2 separate regions of the Rattus norvegicus genome follow, and region 2 is linked to region 1. A link is a contact called in public Hi-C data. All regions are on one chromosome and are shown on one strand. Each heading gives the region's core, a stretch centred on a gene start, on an enhancer-like site or on the middle of the called end of the contact. The rest is flanking DNA. Distances are from core to core; before and after follow the strand shown.

Region 1 (6,119 bases), core at 1,204-3,703:
TCTCCCTAGGTGAGAAATACAAGCTGAGGGTCTATCCTGGAACTCAGTAGATGGGCTGTTTTGAGCGTAGGCAGAGCCTGCCTTTTACTTCAGAGCCAAGTGCTAAGAACACTGCTCTGCACACCATGTTCTTGGCTGTCGGACAGAGGGGAGAAGGGACAGACAGAGTGGAGTGAGACACTGGAGGCTTGGACAATGAGAGGATGGAAGGGGTCCCTCCCCCGAGGCACTGTACCTACTTCCAACCTGTGGGGTCGAAAACTAAACCCCACACAGGTGACCTACCAAACAGGCCATGCTGGAGAGAAAGGAGTGGGCTCTCTTCAGAGAACTCCTGACCAACCAGAACGTGCACAGTGTGTGTTTTATCAACCTCAGGCTGAGAGTACTGAGAGCTGAGGCAGGAGCCTTCCTTTTTCCTCTCTCATGCCCATGGGTCTGAAAGCAGTCCCTAGGGGGAAGAAGTTGGCCTTAAAATGGAAGGAGGCTGAGAAGTAAAGAGATGGGGGGGCGGGGAAGGAGGAGAGGGACAGAGAAATAGAACGCACAGAGGGGAGAGGAGAGGGACAAAGGGAGAGGACAGATGTGGGGAGAGCAGGAGAGGGAGGGAAAGAAGAAATTAACAGCTGTGGAGATGTCGGGGTCGGGGAGGGTGGAAGCAAGAGGTTCCTACACAAAAGATGGAAAGAGAAATCCTGGGGTTAACATTCATTCAGGTGAGGAGTGAGGCTTGCCTTGGTTCTCAGTCTTACATAAGTGAGGAAGGGATTTGGATGCACTGCAGGGAGAGTCAGCTGGGATCCCTCACTGGAAGGCATCGTAGGTTTGCCTCTCCCCCACCTCATGCTCCTGATGATGGATCTGTTTTCCTGTGTTTATTCTTCTTCTCTCTTCACCACTAGCTGTTCTTCATGAATACTTTGGGGTCCCCACATATTCCATGGTAAGCTGACCCACAGGTTTGTTGTCAACCAAGTCTGTCCCCTAAACGATGCTATCTTATCCATTAGTCCCCACCATGCTATCATAGCAGAACAGAAGCCCATTGGCCCGAATGTCCCCGACACACTGGTCACTTTCCTGTCCCTGGGTGACCCTGGAGTCACTATCTCTCTAATACTTCAGTCCTGCGAGGTCCCTGTGATAAAAACGCCATGACCCAAAGCGACTTGAGGAAGGAGGCTTGATCTTAGTTTCTGGTTCCAGCGGTCCCGGTAGATTGCAGTTTGGTGGGGAAAGTGTGTCGATGATGGCAGGAGCTAGGAGCTGTCTGACAGGGACTAGGGGGCAGGAAGTGGGGCTATGCTATAAATCTTCAAGGCCTACTTCCTCCAAAAGGCTGCCCCTCCTAAAGTTCTATAACTTCCCCCCGAAACAGCGCCACCCGACTGTGGGTCAAGTTTTCAAGCCCATGAGCCCCTGGGGATTTCTCCTTCAAAGCATAACCATTTTGTTTGATAACTTGATTGGAATCAGGAATCAGCTAGTCTCTAAGCAGGACTGTGAAGGCGTTCCCAGCAAGGATTGGCTAAGGGGAGAAGCTCCTCCCTCAGAGTAGGCGGTACCCTCCGGCAGTCCCTAGAGAAAGAGGTCTGAGGACCATGTACGGCTGTCTGCCTACATGCCTTCACTATGTGGTGAAGGTGTCCATTCTGTCGCTGGGTCACCATCACCAGAACACTGCTTCCCAGGCCTTCCAACGTGGACTGAAGACCGACAACGCTCTAGGAACCCGCTAGACCGATGGTTCTCAACCTGTGGGTCGCGACCCCTCTGGGAGCTACATATCAGATATCCTGCACCTCCAAAGTTTACATTATGATTCATAACTAGCAAAAATACATCTTTGAAGTGGCAACGGAATTTCGTGGTTGCAGGTCACCACGACGTGAGGAACTGTAGTAAGGGGTCGCACCCCACCAAATCAGGAAGGTTGAGAACTACAGCTCCAGACCTTCAGTCCCAGACTTAAGACTATGGAGGCACGCACAACTGCCTGGTTCTCCGGCTCTCGAAGCATACAAGCAGCCACTGTTGGCCCATCTGGCCTCTACCCTGTCAGTCAATCTAATAAACTCCCTTTTAATATACATCTGTTCTGTCCATTCTGTTCCTTAAATTCATACACAGAGTTTGGGGGAAAAAATCAATCGCCAAATCCCAGAGCCTTCCTCTGAAGCCTCAGGGTGCTGGGACTCCCAGCCTCGGGAGACATGGGATTTCCTAGTTAAGTGCTTGACACTTAGAAGACATCACCTTGGGCCTGCAGTGGTCCCTCAGTGTCTCTACAAATTGCAGTCAACTGATCTGGGACTTGCAGAGGAGAAACCAATTCTAGCAAGAAATGAGACTCCTGGTCAGGGAAGAACTCCCCGGCTGCTATGGGCTCCAATGCCTCATGGATCAATGCAGGCTTCAACCACAGTGTAAATCCAAACAGACCAGAGGTGAGGGAGGTCATGTTCATGTCCTCGCAGAAGATTAGCAGTCAGAGGCCAGGAAACAGGGTCATGTGCGTCCAGACTTGGGGACCAGCACAAACAGGATATGAAACAGGACATGCCCAAACATGAATGTCTGGCTTCTGGTTTGTTCTTTCATTTAATTAGCAAGTGTGGGCACCCAGGCCTTCTGCTGAGAGGCCCCAGCAAGCGTTTAGCCAGGGCCAGCTCACTGTGTGGAGCAGTTGGTCATCCTCAGGGTTCAGTTTTTCAGGACACCGTCCACCTTGTTTTTGGAAATAGCGTCTCTCGCCGACCCGAACCTCGTCAATTTGATTAGACTGGTTGGTTAGGCCCAGAAGTCCAACTGTCTCTGCCTCTTTAATAATGGGATTAAAGGCACGAGCCACTTGCCAGGCCTTTTAAAAGTTCTAGGAACTCAAATTCTCATGTTTGCCCGCTTGTTGGCACATCACCTGCTGAGCCATCTTCCCACCCCTAGTACTGACTTCCGAGCAGCCTGCTTCCACATTATTTTACTCTCTGCTGTGCCCAGAGGTGGAGGGTTGAAGGCGGTGCTTCCATTCAGAATGTTCCTGAGAGATGTGGCCCTAGAGTACAGTGACAGTGAGGAGCTTCGTGTCCCCATATGTGGACATGCTGGCAGCGTCTCTCCCTCGTGCATTCTGCTAATGAATAACCATTTGCTAAGTAAAGTGGCTTCAGTGGGTGTCCCTCAGGGAGATACCAGGTATTTGCAGGTTAGAGAGGAGGGCACGGGGTAGGCAGGATCTGCCACAGCAGCGTGTTCTAGAGAAGTGGGGGTGACAACCAGCTCTGGGGATTCTGGGAAGATAAAACAAACCCAAGTGATCTCACCTGCCAAGGTCAACGCTTGATTTTTCTGGAAATGCATGCCTCAGGTCAGCATCCAGACAGAGCTAAAAATTTGCTCTCAGGGGCCCGCACACTCACTTCACTAGATTGGGGCAGAATTTCTTCATGTTCATCGTAGCTGTGCCCTCATTCCTGAAGCTTCCACAAGATGGAAGGTTATTTGGTCTCCAAAGAAGCCTAAGGCACTCGCTCAATTCACCGCCTTGGGGCCCTTGAGGAAGCACTGAAGAGGAAAACGCTCCTATTTTAAAGATGAGGATACTGAGGTCCAAAGCTGTGCAAGCATGTCTAGGGGACAGAAGTGGGGGTCGAGGGAATCCAGGGAACAGGAAGAGGCAGGACCCGGGGACACAACCAGTATCATTTGCTCAGCTCCATGTCGTTCTGAGAAGCCAACGCCTATTCCAGGGACACACCAGCTGGGCTTCCTGCCTAACCACACCACACCCACGACAGTGGGACCCTCTGTGAGGTGAAGCCACCTTGTGCAGGCATAGCATAGGCCGTGCCTGATACTGCAGAAGGCCTGGTTTCTCTTGTTGCATTCTGAGACCCTTGGGTTCAGCCCTTGGACCCACAGGAACAGACTAGACACGTATGTCCTCTGATTCTTACACTCTGAGAGGTGGCTCCAGCCGTCCATGTAGTCACGGCGCTCTGGTGTTGAGAAAGACAGACCAGCCCAGACTTGGAAGACTAGGCCCAAAGCACCCATGAAAAGGTCCTGCCAGCAAGGCAAGCTCTACACAATCCCCCTGCTCCAACTCCCATCTACACAGAGCCTGATTGTCTGTGTCCCTTCCAGGGGCTGCATGCCACAGACTATTGGGAGGAATTAGGGTGCAGGTGCTGTCACCTCAGAACTGGCTACTGGTGACATTCCCTAGCCCTGGCACTGAGTCCCGCTGGGAACCCTGGATCCCTTCAGCTCCATCCAGCACACACCATGGAGCGCAGGACAGATCACTCCAGCTGACTGTCCTTTCTAGTAAGCCACCATGAACTCCAAACTTCAAAAACAAGATCCCAAAAATAGCCCCGAGGGAAGTTGGAAAGAAAACTGTAGGCTTTGCACAGGAAAGCCAAGGGCCAGGGTAGCAGAGTTCCCCTGTGACCTCCATGTTAGATAGCAGCCTCTGTTGGCACCTTGAAAGCCCAGAAGGCAGGATGTTTAGAGATTCCGGGTACCAGCTGCATGTTCATTAGTTGGGGCTTCCCAGTAGCTCATTGTATAAAGGCTCGTTAACCCCTGGTTTTGGGACACAGGTATTTGCCTGTGCTTGAGAGCTGGTATGCGACACACATCTGGCGTGTGACAACTTGTCAAGACTTCTAAACCCACTCCTCCTCAAAGAGAGCCTTAAACAGGAGTGACATGCCAGGACCTACCCAAGACCCTCAGAGGCAGAACTTGCATGTCAATGGGGTGCAGAAAAGCAGAGGCCTGCTTCAGGCTCCTAGAGGCTCATCAGAGGTCTGGGCTCAGGGCTCAGGGTCCTGCAAAATGCACCAGGGTAGAAATGAAAGGCCTTTGGACTTGGTCACTGGGGGCCAGGGGTCTTCTGAGAGTATGGAAGTGCAGCTGGTAGCCGTGCAGAATGGGGAAGCCAGCCATTTCTGAATACAGGGCACTGAGAGCCCAGGCCATGAGCCAACTTAGAGCTCCTGTGAGCATCTAGACAGAGCCGAGATGCCACCATTGGCTGGGACCCTTGAGGTTCCCATGACACCCTGAAGTCACTCCTGTATCCTGGGTAGAGAGGCTCCTAGCCAGAAAAGAACCTCAACTCCTAAGAGAAAACCCTAAGAGAGAGATACTCCTAAAGAGTATCCCCCCCCCCCCCCACAGCAGGTGAGGGATCTCTCTCCTCAAGGAAGACAGATGTGGACAACGGGAAGCAAGACAGAAGGTGAAGAACTGAGCTTCAGCACAAGCGGCCAGAACCCAGGGCACCACCAGGCAGGGGGGCCACCCTGGGGAGACATCAGCCAGCCCGAGCCAGTGCCTCCTTCTGCGATGGTTTTCCTTTAGTTTCTCCAAACTTACCTTTTCCATGCTCCGTAATCATCCCCTTCATGGAAGCCTATCTCTGTACAGCCCAGAACATCCTCCATGGAATGCAGTTGACCATCTCGGCCACTGTGGCAAAGCTCCACCCACATGGCTGGCACCTTATCCACCAGTGTCCAAAGCTTCTCTACCAAGACTTTCCCCCAGGGAGAGACCACCTTTCTATCTCCCCTATGGAGCATGGCTTCTTGACCTCTTAGCTCAGATAATATTTTCGCATCTGTCTCTCCATGCGCAGGTATGCACGGGTGTGTGGCGTTAAGGGTGATGTGTTCAATTATTAGTAATGCATAGAGTTAGTGCTGCGTCATACCATGCTTGTTGGACTGCATGGAGCCGTGTTGTGGTTTGTGGTGTGGTATGGTGTGGTGTTATACCACTGAGTGCTATGTTAAGCTGTGTTACTGTGCTTGGCTTCATGCTATATTATGCTGCCTTGTGTTGAATTCTTAGCAAGAAGAGAACAGAATCCAAATGAACACACCACCATGCCTTCCCCTTGGGTATTTTTAGTGGTCAAGTAAAACTCAACTCTCCTGTCCCCAAGCAAACCAAGAAAGGGTCTGCTACGGACTGGCCCAAAGGCCATCAAACAGGAGCCTACCTGTTTTAGACAGTCTTTCAATATGTATCCAAGCTGGCCTTGAACTCGTGATCCTCTCCCTTAATCCTCCACAGGCTGGGATTCCAGCAGCCGGTGGGCTTTTCTC
Region 2 (6,119 bases), core at 908-3,407, 50 kb after region 1:
CACACACACACACACACACACATGTATACATACACCTGTGAACCCACAACAAACAAACAAAGTAGTAAAATTTTAAAAAAAGAAAAGTGGAGAAGGGCTGGAGAGATGGCTCAGTGGTTAAGAGCCCTGACTGCTCTTCCAGAGGTCCTGAGTTCAGATCCCAGCAACCACATGGTGGCTCACAACCATCTGTAATGGGATCTGATGCTCTCCATGGGTGTGTCTGAGACAGTGACAGTGTACTCACATACATTAAATAAATAAATAAATAAATCTTTTGGGGGGAAAATGGAGAAAGTACCACACTCCATGATTGGACACGGCTGCACAGACACCAGAGGCACTGGCTGCATGGGCGGTCAGCTAAAAGGCGGACACTTTACAAGATGCCTTTGTTTCAGATGCCAGATCTGAACTCAGGCCTCCTCAGGCCATCTGCACTTGTGACAAGCTGGCTGCAAAGTCGAGTTCTCACACTGTCCCCAGCTTGGTCATTTGCTGGAATGACGCAAAACACTGGGAGCACCGAGCCACTCTCGTACATAGTCTGTCCTGCAAGGTACAATCCAAATGAAGTCTCAGAGTCTCAGAGTCTCAAATAAGAAGCTCCTGAGTTCCTGGGATTTGTCACCTTCCTGGCTCATTAATGTACGACCAACCCAGGAAGCTAACCTGAGTGTCGCGTGTCCAATTTCCCCTGGAATCTCATATGAACCTGTGGCTGACTGGATCAATGGCTATGCCGAACGTAATCTCCACACCCCCCCCTTCTATCCTCTTGCATAATCTGCAAGGGCAGACCACTAACCTCAATGCTCTAACTTTCAACCACAATGTTGGCCATTCTGGCATGACTGGCCCTTTTCTCCTCATCAGAAGCTGACCCTGCCGCTGTGTTTGCGAGCCTCCAGAACCATAAGCCAATATCAACCTTTTCACTTACAAATTGCCCAGCCTGGAGTGTTGTCTAACAGCACCAGAAAATTGACTAAGGGGATAGAGAACCAATGACTGTTCAGTTCTGCGCACACGCACGCGTGCACACACACACACACACACACACACACACACACACACACACACAATCACTCACAGAAGAGGCCCAATGGGAACTGAGCTGAAGGTGTAACTCCACTAGACGAGAATTCTAACCCTTCCAGTAACTCATATTGAAACAGAAACTCAGATCAGCCAAATGTCTCTGGCCCTCACTTTTCTTATCCATCAAATACACTTAGGAAGAATGTCTGTGCCACTGGGAAGTTGGTGGCATAGAGGTTACGGCCTTCACGATGGGTCAATGACATTCTGCAGGCTTTGTTGCTCAGTCTTCTCTGGACACAAACTTTTTTATTTTCTGATGCAAACTGGGCACGAGTTTAAGGGAACATTGACTCAGAAGCCAGTGACAGGCACCTTTCCCCAGGGACCTGACCCCTTTGGAGCTTCCCATGCTCACCCCGTGCCCCCCAAACCATGATGCAATCATGGGAAACCAAGCGCTTTGCCAGTCACACAACGGTCCCTGCTGCCAGCACTAGGTCACTGAAGCCACGGGATCTGGTTTTCCAAGAAGAGGCCAGCCAGGCAGCAGGGGCAAACACTAGGAATGGAAACAGGCAGAAGCTTGTCAGTGTTTTCACACAGGAGAGACAAGGCTGCAAGGCTTGGGGTGCCAAGCTAAACAGACACACAAGCAACCTGCTCCTGCATGCTCCCGACACTTTAGCCCGGCTCAAGGGGGAGAGAGGAGAGAGAGAGAGAGAGAGAGAGAGAGAGAGAGAGAGAGAGAGAGAGAGAGAGAGAGAAATGAATTTCTATCATTCCCTTAGCCTCAGTCCACTTAAGGCCTCGGCTGCAGAGGCATTTCAGGACAGCGCAGCCTCGGGGCAAGGGAGACGTCAGGCAGGGCTGGGGTGGAAGAGTGGGAAAGGGAGAAAGCAAGCATTAATCCGCTAAGAAGCAGGGTAGTCACATCCTTGCTCTTCTTGGATCATCTTTTTTCAAAACCTAAAAACAATGCAATGCAAACCCCAGGGTTGCTACTGCTGCAGACGCCTGTGTTTGATTTCCACCGCTTCTCTAAGGGAACATCAAAGCGCTGACACTGACCTTGCTATTCCTCCTGGGATAGGGTGAGCACCACACACATCCAGGCACACAGCCAGCCACGATTGAAAACAGCATCTCGCTGTCTGCTCCTGCCTACTCCTTCATCCTGCGCTCCTAGGGACTCTACACCCAGAAGGGCATCCAGGACACTCTTCCGGCCTCACAAGCGTACCCCTCCTGCAGTCCCGGCTCTTTGGAGCAAAGCGGCTTCGGCTTCGTGACAGATTGAAAGCGGCACATGAAACGGCCCCTTCAAAGGGAGAGGGTGTCTCTAACGAGCTTTTGAAAGACGCACGGCCTCACCCCACAGAAGGAAGCAGCGGCCACCCAGGCTCTGCAGACGGGCTCTGCACTCAGAGCCACGTTCCCTGAGCTGCTGTTGTAGCAGGAATTCTCAGAAGCGTATCCATCTACCTACCATCCTCCTCAGAGTCCACAGAGGGCAGGAACGGCTGCTACGGGAACTGGGCGCACTTTGGCTCCAGCTCCATTCTAACTGCCACCTTTCAGCTCGGTATCTCTGGGTGTGATCTCATTATAGGTGTGTGTGTGTGTGTGTGTGTGTGTGTGTGTGTGTGTGTGTGTGTGTACAAACACTGTACACTTACGTACACGTGCATGTGGAGGCCCAAAGTGTCCTTCCTCCAGCATCGTCTACCCTGATATTTGAGACAAAGTCTTCGTGTTGTTTTTTGTTTGTTTGTCACATTGACATGAACTACAGTCCTCTGGGCAGGGAGCCTCACCTGAGACGTTGCCTGCCATGGGCTGACCCATGGGCATCAAGCCAGTGGCAGCATTCCCTTGCAGTCGCTGCCTCAAGGCCTTGCCTTGAACTCCTGTTTTGGCTTCCCTGGATGATAGTCTCTACCCTGCAAGCCACATTAAAAAACCCCATCCTCCTCCAAATAGCTTTCAGCCATTGCGTTGTCACAGCAACAGAAACTAAATTACAACGGTCTCTTGCTGGCCTCGACTCACCGAGTAGGCTGCGCTGGTGGACCAGCAAGTTCCAGGAATCGGCTGCCTCTCTTCCTCCCCAATAGTGGGACAGACATAGCAGGTCCTGACACAGCTTGGCTTTCTCAACATGCATTGTAGGGGTTGAATTCAGGCCCTCAATCTCACAAGGAAAGTAATGGTTATATCCCTGGAAACCCCCTGCTATTATCTTCCTGGCCTTATTGTAACTGTGTCTCTTAGGACCTAGGCTGCCCTTAAGCTTGATATGTAACCAAGTATGGCCTTGAACTCCTGATCCTGCTGTCTCTGCCTCCCCTTGGCAGCCACACTGGCAACTCTCATTCACTTGGGAAACCCACCCAGCTGAGTGGTCACCTCAAACCACAGGGAGTGCCAAGCACTTTCACAGCGGCGGAGATGAAAAGGCCTACACCAGATCAAGCATAGCATGCGGTCCAATGGGAGAGCGTGTGCCTAACGAAGATTGTCACAGAGCACTGCCTTGTTCAGAGGCCCATCGCAGAGTTGGCAAAGGGAACCTCTCTTTCCATATTTGGCCAGACCTGCGGTTGACAGAACACATGCTACTATTTTGAAATAAATAGGGTGTTATTTTGGTATGTCTGTCATTGGTCTTCTGTTCCATGGCTGATATCAAACGCTCCTAAATGCCCATGTAGAAATATTAAGTCAAATACTGGTGATTTAGGAATGCAGTTCTTCATCTGTTGCCGTTGAAGGCAGATGTGTTCTCCCCGTTTAAGACCAAATCAGGCATTTGTCAGTTCTCTTGGCCAACAGATAAGTCATCAGATTCTCATTGCACAATGAAAAGGATCTCAGAGGATCGATCGCAAGGTCTTCTGCATAACATGCATCTGTAAGTGGGCCTGGTCCCCTGAAAGTGACCTGGGGGACACCAGACTCAACCTGGAGTTAGAGGTTTAAGTTGGAGACACACGGCATTTTATAAAGTCTCGGGTGCCCACAATATCCCAATCCGTCCTGTATTTCAGAGGGCCATTTTATTTAGATGAGAGAAGACCCAGTTTTCTCAAGGCCACAGTGTGACTGGGAGGCAGCAGCTAGAGAGAGAAGTAGGACAATGATGGAATGCAGGGCAAAGTTAAGGTTGCATGCACATCGGTAATGTGAATGTCCCAAGGGTGGACACAAGTACCCAAGTGATTGAGGCGACTCCTGGATTGTGGTCCTGCTCACCATCCAACACGGCATGGCTAGCACCCTTAGAAGTCCCACAGCATAGACACTATGACAACCTGGCTTGTCATTTTAGCCTATGACAAGCTCTACCAGAGATCCGCAGAGTTGATAGTGTCCCCTCCAGGCTGAGGGCTGAGACCACCATGTCCTCATAATAGTTTTGGTCATTGGAACAGTGCCAGTCTCTCATGATTAACACGGAATGGAGGATTTCTGTGTCTCTGAAGGGTCTCTCCTCTCTCTCTCTCTCTCTCTCTCTCTCTCTCTCTCTCTCTCTCGTGTGTGTGTGTGTGTGTGTGTGTGTGTGTGTGTGTGTGTGTGCTACCATGGTTTCTTCCTAGATAAGTAGACATTCAATAGACCTTTGGAAAGACCCTAATACACCCTTGGACCATTGATAAGTGAAGTTTTTCTCTCCCTACAAGTCATCACCATGAAGCGAACACAACAACAAATTCTTAAGTCATATTTAGACTTGATCTTCAGGTATGTTACCACTGTCTGGACTCCTTTGGAGGTGGGGGGGGGGATGGATCCTTTGCAAGGGGCTTTGGAGACCTTGAGTAACAACTAGACATCCCCAGGACCTGGGTTCCCAGCCTGACCGTAACTCTTCTGACTGAAGCAGAGTAGAGCTATGACTACTGGATTTTGGGCATGTGCTGGGATGACGGGTGGAAGGCAACTGATATCTGTTTATTATAATTTCGAATATTACAGCCTAGGGGTAAGCTTCCTGGGCCAGATTTGCAGCAGAATTTATGAGAAGCTCTCAATCCTCTGCACACAGGACTTTGTTCAGATCCACTGGAGGGACCCAACGGGCCCAGACATTTAGACTTTCCCCTCTGATTACATGGTGTGGCCATGAGCAAGAGATGAGCAAGCCGAACGCTCTTCGGGTCAAAGTGAAGAGGAGGCCAAGCACCATTTCCGGTTGGTTCCGTATCTCCCAGGCACTGCTCCTCAGATGAGTCACCACAGCTGGGCAAATGGTACCTCCCTATTCACCTTCCCTTGACTCCAGGAGCCAGGCACACAGGGCCAGGGCTCTGTCCTCCTGGGACATGTGGGCAGAGGGGCTTTTGTGTATCTGCCTCTGAAGGACCCTTCATGTGGGCCTGTGTGGTAGGCACAACTGAGAATGGTTCTGCACAGAGCACCTTCTGAGTCCCTGCATGGCTTGGCTGGTGTCCAGGAAGCACAGACGACAGCAGACACAACACCATCTGCTTTCCTGAGAGCTCACACATTGACCCCGTCCATCGCAGTGAGAGATGTTGAACCACAGTAGCTGCCCTCAGTTTGCGAGCATCCTCTGCCAGCGACTGCATTAACTCTCAGCCTTCAGCAACTTCTAGGACAGTGAGGGAGGGACCGAGACACTCTGCACCAGTAACTCTTACTGTTGTAACAAAATGCAAGACGAATGCAACCTCAGGAAGGAAGGGGGGTTATTCCAGCTCACAGTCTGAGGGTACGGGCCATCATGGTGGACAGGGCACACAGGGGCGGGGGTAGGACGAGGCTGAAGTGTGAGGCAGTTGATCCCGTTGCTTTTGCAGTAGAGAATGCTGGAGCCCACCTTGTGGCCTCCTTTTTATTTAGCCAATGGGATGGTGCCACCCACGTTTAGTTAAATGTCTCTGGTGGCTCCCTAACAGATGTGCTCAGAAGTGTGTCTCCGACACAATTCCAAATCCAGTGTGGTTGACCGTGAGGACGAGTCATCACGGCCTGCAATACAGGTGACCAGAGCACAGAGGAGTGAAGCCTTCAGTACTGGGCATGGCCGAGAATCTGGGCTGCTAAGACCTATA

Evidence for each region. A called contact is a pair of places that touch in the nucleus more often than the background predicts.
Region 2: a Hi-C map of liver shows a contact between it and region 1, with 6 times the contacts expected there. The contact joins two enhancer-like sites. A contact is called at or near these places in 3 of 12 Hi-C or Micro-C datasets (kidney and liver).

Annotation. Positions count from the first base shown.
Region 1 is chr17:13,311,323-13,317,441 of GRCr8, forward strand. It overlaps LOC120097837 (a long non-coding RNA gene), which reads right to left. Exons shown (of 2, transcript XR_010059397.1): 2 at 5,899-6,119. Among named protein-coding and RNA genes, the nearest start is that of Gadd45g, 220 kb to the right of the region's middle. Within about 2 kb of position 2,454, at least 3 of the 93 cell types and tissues checked have an H3K27ac peak or open chromatin away from gene starts, as enhancers often do. A contact at or near this core is called in liver, where this site is marked.
Region 2 is chr17:13,361,439-13,367,557 of GRCr8, forward strand. No RefSeq gene overlaps it. Among named protein-coding and RNA genes, the nearest start is that of Gadd45g, 170 kb to the right of the region's middle. Within about 2 kb of position 2,158, at least 9 of the 93 cell types and tissues checked have an H3K27ac peak or open chromatin away from gene starts, as enhancers often do. A contact at or near this core is called in liver, where this site is marked.